Regions from separate parts of the Mus musculus genome. Here region 1 is linked to region 2. The links are chromatin contacts, called in public promoter capture Hi-C maps. All regions are on one chromosome and are shown on one strand. The core of a region is the stretch at or near the end of the contact, and the rest is flanking DNA. Distances in the headings are between cores, read along the strand shown.

Region 1 (2,846 bases), core at 152-2,651, 560 kb after region 2:
GTTACTTGGCACAGCTCACTGGTCCACAGTCTAAGGATGTTAGCATTGGCTTGGCTTCAGTTCATGCATTGAGATGTTGTATTTATTTGTTTGTTTGTTTTTGTTTTGTTTCTTGGCGAGAGTTTCCCTGTGTAGATGGAGCCTGGAATTCACAGACAGATCCAGCTGCCCCTGCCTCCTAAGGCATGTGCTATCATTCCTGGCTGAAGCTTTTCTCCTTGAGTTTAAATTACCATAACTGGTGAATTTAAATGACCCACTTTGTGTTTTAGAGCTGAGCATGTTAGTGCTCACCTGTAAATAATCCTAGCCCCTGGGGGGTGGAGGTGCAGGAGAGTCAGGAGTACGAGGCCGTCTCTGGCTATAAAATCAGGAGCAAATTGCTCTGAAATCATTTAGTCCTTAAATTAACCCACAAGTTGAATAGCAAGTACTTGTTACATTTTGTTTAGGTCTTGCCAAGCCATCATGAGCTATAAAATGTGGGTTTCTAAGGTTTCATAGGTGCTGTGGTCCATGTCCTTACTGTGATTGGTAGAGCTGAGGATGCTGGGTCCTAAAACACACCATGTCTGCAAGATGACAGACGAGTGAGACAAAGACGGGGGCCACTTTCCTTTTTTGGAAAAGAAAAAAAGTTAATTACAAAAGCAATGATCAACCAGCTTTGGGGGCTCATACCTATAATTCCAGCACTTGGGAGGTGGAGACAGGAGGATTGTTGCTTGCTTTAGGCAAGCTTGGGTAACATGGTGAGTTCTAGGCCAGCCTGGACTATAGAGTAAGCCCAGCCTCAAACAAACAGAAAATCTAGGAAGGTGTGTATAGGAAGTGAAAAATAATTCACCTTACATGACATCGTCGCTGTGGGTGTGTTCTGAGAGGAGGAGGGTACCCTTCTTCCAGCCACACAAGCTGTGTTCCATCCATCCATCTGTGTGTGGCGCAGGATGGAGGAGTTGCAGGCTAGGGTATGTGTACTGGACCTGGGGGATGGTCTGCGGAGCCCTATGTTTTGTGAAGTCCTCCAAAGTTCTGGGGTTAAAAGGGTGTGCCACCGCTTCCCGCTCTGTTGTTTCTTTACTGTGACAGAGAGGAGGGAGTACCTGGCTCAGTAGTCTGTAACGGGTGGAGTTGGCCAGGATGGTCAGGGGCTGGTTGACAGGGTGGTTTCTGAGAAGTGTCTTGATGGTGTTACAGTCTTCCTTGATGATGGCCTCATACAGTTTAGAGTGCAGGGTCGTGGCCAGGCTCTCCTCCACCAACGTGGCACCGTCAGCCACCAGGTCTCTGCTTCCTCTCTTGGTTATGTTTCCCATGAGAACGGCTTTAGAGCAAGGGCTTACAGGTGAGGGAGGCTGCTATGGAATTGGTTAGTCTCTCTTACCATGATGATTCCTTTGGCTCAGTTCTAGAACTGTTCTAGAATTATGTTTGTCAAAAGAATCCTTTGTTCGTTCTTTTTATTTTTTTTTTCAGTTTTTTTTTTTTTTTTTTTTTGAGACAGGCTTTCTCTGGAAGTCTCTGTGTAGATCAGGCTGGCCTCAAATGTAGAGACCCACCAGCCTCTGCCTCCCAAGTGCTGGGATTAAAGGCGTGTGCACTGAATCCATGTTATACTGGAGCCAGCCCGAGATTTTGTTCCCTCATTTATAGTACCAATTGCAAGCATCGTTTCTCAGCTTTTACACCAAACTGGCACCTTATGGCTAAAAGCATTTCTCTTTTCCCTTACATATCAACTATAATTAAATCTAATAGGACCAAGTGAGCTGGCCAGGGTAAGATGCCTGCCACCAAGAATGAGCACTTGAGCTCCACCCTGACGATCTACACAGTGGGACTCCTGAAGGTTGTCCTCTGACCTCGCTCGCCATGCCATGCCATGCCATGCCATGTATGCACAGTTTTTTAAAAAATTTGGAGGAGCTAGAGAAAGTACCCAAGGAGCTGAAGGGGTCTGCAACCCTATAGGTGGAACAACAATATGAACTAACCAGTACCCCGGAGCTCGTGACTCTTAACTGCATATGTAGCAGAAGATGGCCTAGTCGGCCATCATTGGGAAGAGAGACCCCTTGGTCTTGCAAACTTTATATGCCTCAGTACAGGAAAACGCCAGGGCCAAGAAGTGGGAGTGGGTAGGTAGGGGAGTGGGGGGTGGTATGGGGGACTTTTGGGATAGTATTTGAAATGTAAATGAAGAAAATACCTAATATAAAAAATTTGGAAATGGAAAAAAATAAAATGGAAAAAAATTATTCATTTATTTTATGTAGATGAGTACACCGTAGCTGTCTTTATGCACACCAGAAGAGGGCATTGAATCCCATTATAGATGGTGTAAGCCACTGTGTGCTTGCTGGGAACTGAACTCAGGACCTCTGGAAGAGCAGTCAGTGCTCTTAACTGCTAAGCCATCTCTTCAGCCCTGCACATACGATTTTTAAAAAACCAAACTCTTAGCAGGACCAAAATAGAGTAGGACATATATTAACATAAAAGTGAACTACATTTAATCTGTTAGCTTTAATTTTAGTAAAATCTTTTCTCCCAGTTACATGGTGATGTTGTTGCTATTATTCAAAACAGTCTCTTGCAGCTCTGGCTTGCTTCAAGCTTGCTATGTAGTTGAGGATGACCTTGAACCTCTGATCTTGCCACCCCCTCTCTAGTGCTGGATCGCAGATATATATATATATATATATATATGTGTGTGTGTGTGTGTGTGTGTGTGTGTGTGTGTGTGTGTTACTTTATGCCTTGTTGGAGTGAGGTCACAGTGCTTTGTTCGTGCTACATCAAAACGTTCCTCAGCGGCCAGCACTCAGCAACCTTTTTACTTT
Region 2 (2,790 bases), core at 56-2,555:
GAGCAGTCAGCGCTCTTAACTGCTGAGCCATCTCTCCGGTTCTCCCTACAGACTTTCAACCCCAACCTTGAGTGGACAGAGGCAGGAGGATCACTGGAGCTTGCTGGTTGTCAGCCTACCTGAAAGAAACAAGAGCTCTGAGTTTGTCAGGAGACACTGCCCCCGAGGAATAGCTGGAAAGTGGTAGAGAATGACAGTGGCCTCCTCCTCCAACCTCTATGTGTGCATGGGGCCCATTACACACGTGCGTGTGCAACACACATACACATAAATAAGCTATAAAGGCAAGTAGGTGTCTCCTAAGGAATGACCTCCGCACATGCTCACAAGCACATACACAGAGACATAAAGATTGCATAGCTGTTCATGTGGGAGACATGTATTGGTCATGGGAAATTTTTCCAAGGTAAAACAGACTGGGGGAAGAAGGGATATAATAGAAGTGTTTTTCTTTGTGGGTGAAACCTGCCTTGTTTTAGTTTGTTGTAATATCAGTAGCAACTATTTTAGAATCTGAACCCCATAGTAGATGCTCAATAAAAACGGGCTGGATGAATGGGGAGGGAGGGAGTTATACCTGATGGAAATTTATACTGAAGGAAATGTTCAAACAGGGCCTGCTAGGTGGCTCAGAGGGTTAGGGTGCTGGTTGCCCTGACGACCCAAATTTCATCTCCAGGTCCTGCATAATCATAGGGAAGAATTGATTCCCACAAGTTATTCTGTGGCAGAGAGAGAGAGAGAGAGAGAGAGAGAGAGAGAGAGAGAGAGGTAGGCAGAGGCAGAACAAAAATTACTCTGGCCAGTAGATGGCGCCACAGCATATCCCTGTGAACTGGCTTGTATCAGCCTGTGGGTGCCGAATTCACTTTTTGGAATTTGCACTTGTCTTTGCTTCTGCGATGGCTTCGCTGTGCTTAGGAACCTCAAATCTCCACTTTGGGACTCATTTTGGACTGTTCCTAAGCTGTATAGCTCTCTGTTTTGAGTACTTTTGTGTAGCAGTGACTTGCTGGAGACGACGTAAGCAAGGGAGGATGTGTTTGAGGTTTCAGAGGGTTCAGTGCATAGCTGCTTGGCTCCATGCACTTGGGTAGAACACCATGGTGGTGGGATTGTTTCGCAGAAGGTGGGTGTTACTTGGCAATGGTTGACCGGGAGCAGAAAACGAGACAAGGAAGGGACTTGGTATGGAAATAGTGTCCCCAGCTGGGTCCAAGTAATCAAAACACGAACCCTGTGGAACACATACTAGTTTTCATTGTCAGCTTGTTTGCATTTGGAATCACCCGGGAGACACACCTCTGGGTATCCATGACAACACTACACAGTTTAACAGAGGCAGGAAGACCCGCTCAGTATGGGCATGGTGATGCTGTGGGGCTGGGTCTTTGGAAAGTGAGCTGAAAACCAGTGTTTGCCTCTGGCCGTCCTGACCACAGATGCAATGTGTTCAACCGTCTCAAACTCGACCACCATAACTTCCTGAATCAAACGCCTATAAAAATAAACCCTAAGGGCTGGAGAGATGACTCCACGGGCAAAGAGCTTGCTGCATAAGCGCGAGGACAGGAGTTTGAATCCCCGTATAATGCCAGGTGGGCATGGAAACACATGAATGCACAAACGGCAGCTCCTCCCCCACTCCACATCCCCAGCATGCTGATTCAGCAGGTTCTGGCTACAACTGAGAGATTCTATATGTGAGACAGAGAGTAATTAGGGAAAACACTGGACACTAACATTCGGTTCACAACACACACACACACACATATTTACACATGTCCTCACTGACATAAAACAAAAACTAACAAGCACTTACTTAAGTCTCATCTGCCAGGTATTTCTCAACAGCAGTGAGAGAAGTGACTAACACTTTTGACCCTGAGTGTGTCCTGCCCCCCTTAGAGCTCTGCTTCGGACTGACAAAAAGGTAGTTCCAGCAAGAAACACAGAATGGAAATATTGGCTGGGAACTCAAGCAAGGATAAAGAGTGTGTACACAGAGCCAGGCAGAGTGGGACACGCCTACCATCCCGGCACTCGGGAGGCCGAGGCAGGAAGATTGTGCGTGTAAGGCCAGCCTGGTCTACCCAGTGAGTAAGCTAACCTTTACCAAACGGGGCCTGTGGACATTCTGTAATAAAGATGGGTGGGGCTCACAAGTCTGGAGCTTTGCCTGACACTCTAGAGGCAGGAAACAGTTCCTGTTAAGGGAGAAACATTTTCTTTAAGCAGTGTAGCTGTAAAGGCACTGATGCGCATGCTCAGGGATCGTTTCCTGGCTTCCGATAGAGCATGCAGTGTGACTCCAGATAGATTACCTGACCTCTTTTGTCTTCTGGTTTCTTCCAACTCGAAAGTAAGGATAAGAGAATTTACTCACCAAATGTTGGTCACCAATGTCATAAACAGGACCCTTGGCATTAACAAATGCAGTCAGAACAGAAGAACAAAGCAAGAAGGCTCTGGAGTAAGAGTGATGGTTAGTTGTTTAATAATAAACTTGACACAATGTAGCGTCATGTAGGAAGAGAGTTATAGTGAGGTTTTCTGTTGGGGATTTGTACTAATACTTTGAATTAATCTGGCTCCCAAAATGGGGACTCTCAGTGTCCAAACACTGAAGGTCCTTGTTCCCAACTGGTTTTTGATCAATCAATAAAGAGCCAATGGCCAATGGCCAATGGCCGGGCAGATAGACTGAAGTGAGACTTTGAGATGTGCATGGGCAAGGAATCAGGAGAAAAGAAGAGAGATTTCCATGACGAGACAGAAGAAAGGGCAGAC

The links. Promoter capture Hi-C pulls out the DNA fragments that hold promoters and counts their contacts.
Region 1: a promoter capture Hi-C map of the HPC-7 cell line shows a contact between it and region 2, with 5 times the contacts expected there. The contact joins the promoter of Ankrd61 here to the enhancer-like site in region 2. A contact is called at or near these places in 12 of 39 promoter capture datasets (the 3T3-L1 cell line, the C10 cell line, the HPC-7 cell line and 8 more), 5 of 484 Hi-C or Micro-C datasets (CD4 T cells, LSK cells, double positive thymocytes and 2 more), 8 of 115 datasets of contacts at active chromatin or transcription factors (astrocytes, bone marrow-derived macrophages, embryonic forebrain and 4 more) and 2 of 9 other capture datasets (adipose tissue and liver).

What each region holds. Positions count from the first base shown.
Region 1 is chr5:143,893,666-143,896,511 of GRCm38.p6, forward strand. It overlaps Ankrd61 (ankyrin repeat domain 61), which reads right to left and starts at 1,402. Exons shown (of 3, transcript NM_025732.4): 1 at 1,107-1,402. The coding sequence starts at 1,319. The region is part of intron 11 of Eif2ak1 (eukaryotic translation initiation factor 2 alpha kinase 1); the gene reads left to right.
Region 2 is chr5:143,333,261-143,336,050 of GRCm38.p6, forward strand. No RefSeq gene overlaps it. Among named protein-coding and RNA genes, the nearest start is that of 0610040B10Rik, 5.3 kb to the left of the region's middle. Within about 2 kb of position 1,306, at least 32 of the 459 cell types and tissues checked have an H3K27ac peak or open chromatin away from gene starts, as enhancers often do. A contact at or near this core is called in the HPC-7 cell line, bone marrow-derived macrophages, pre-B cells and 2 more, where this site is marked.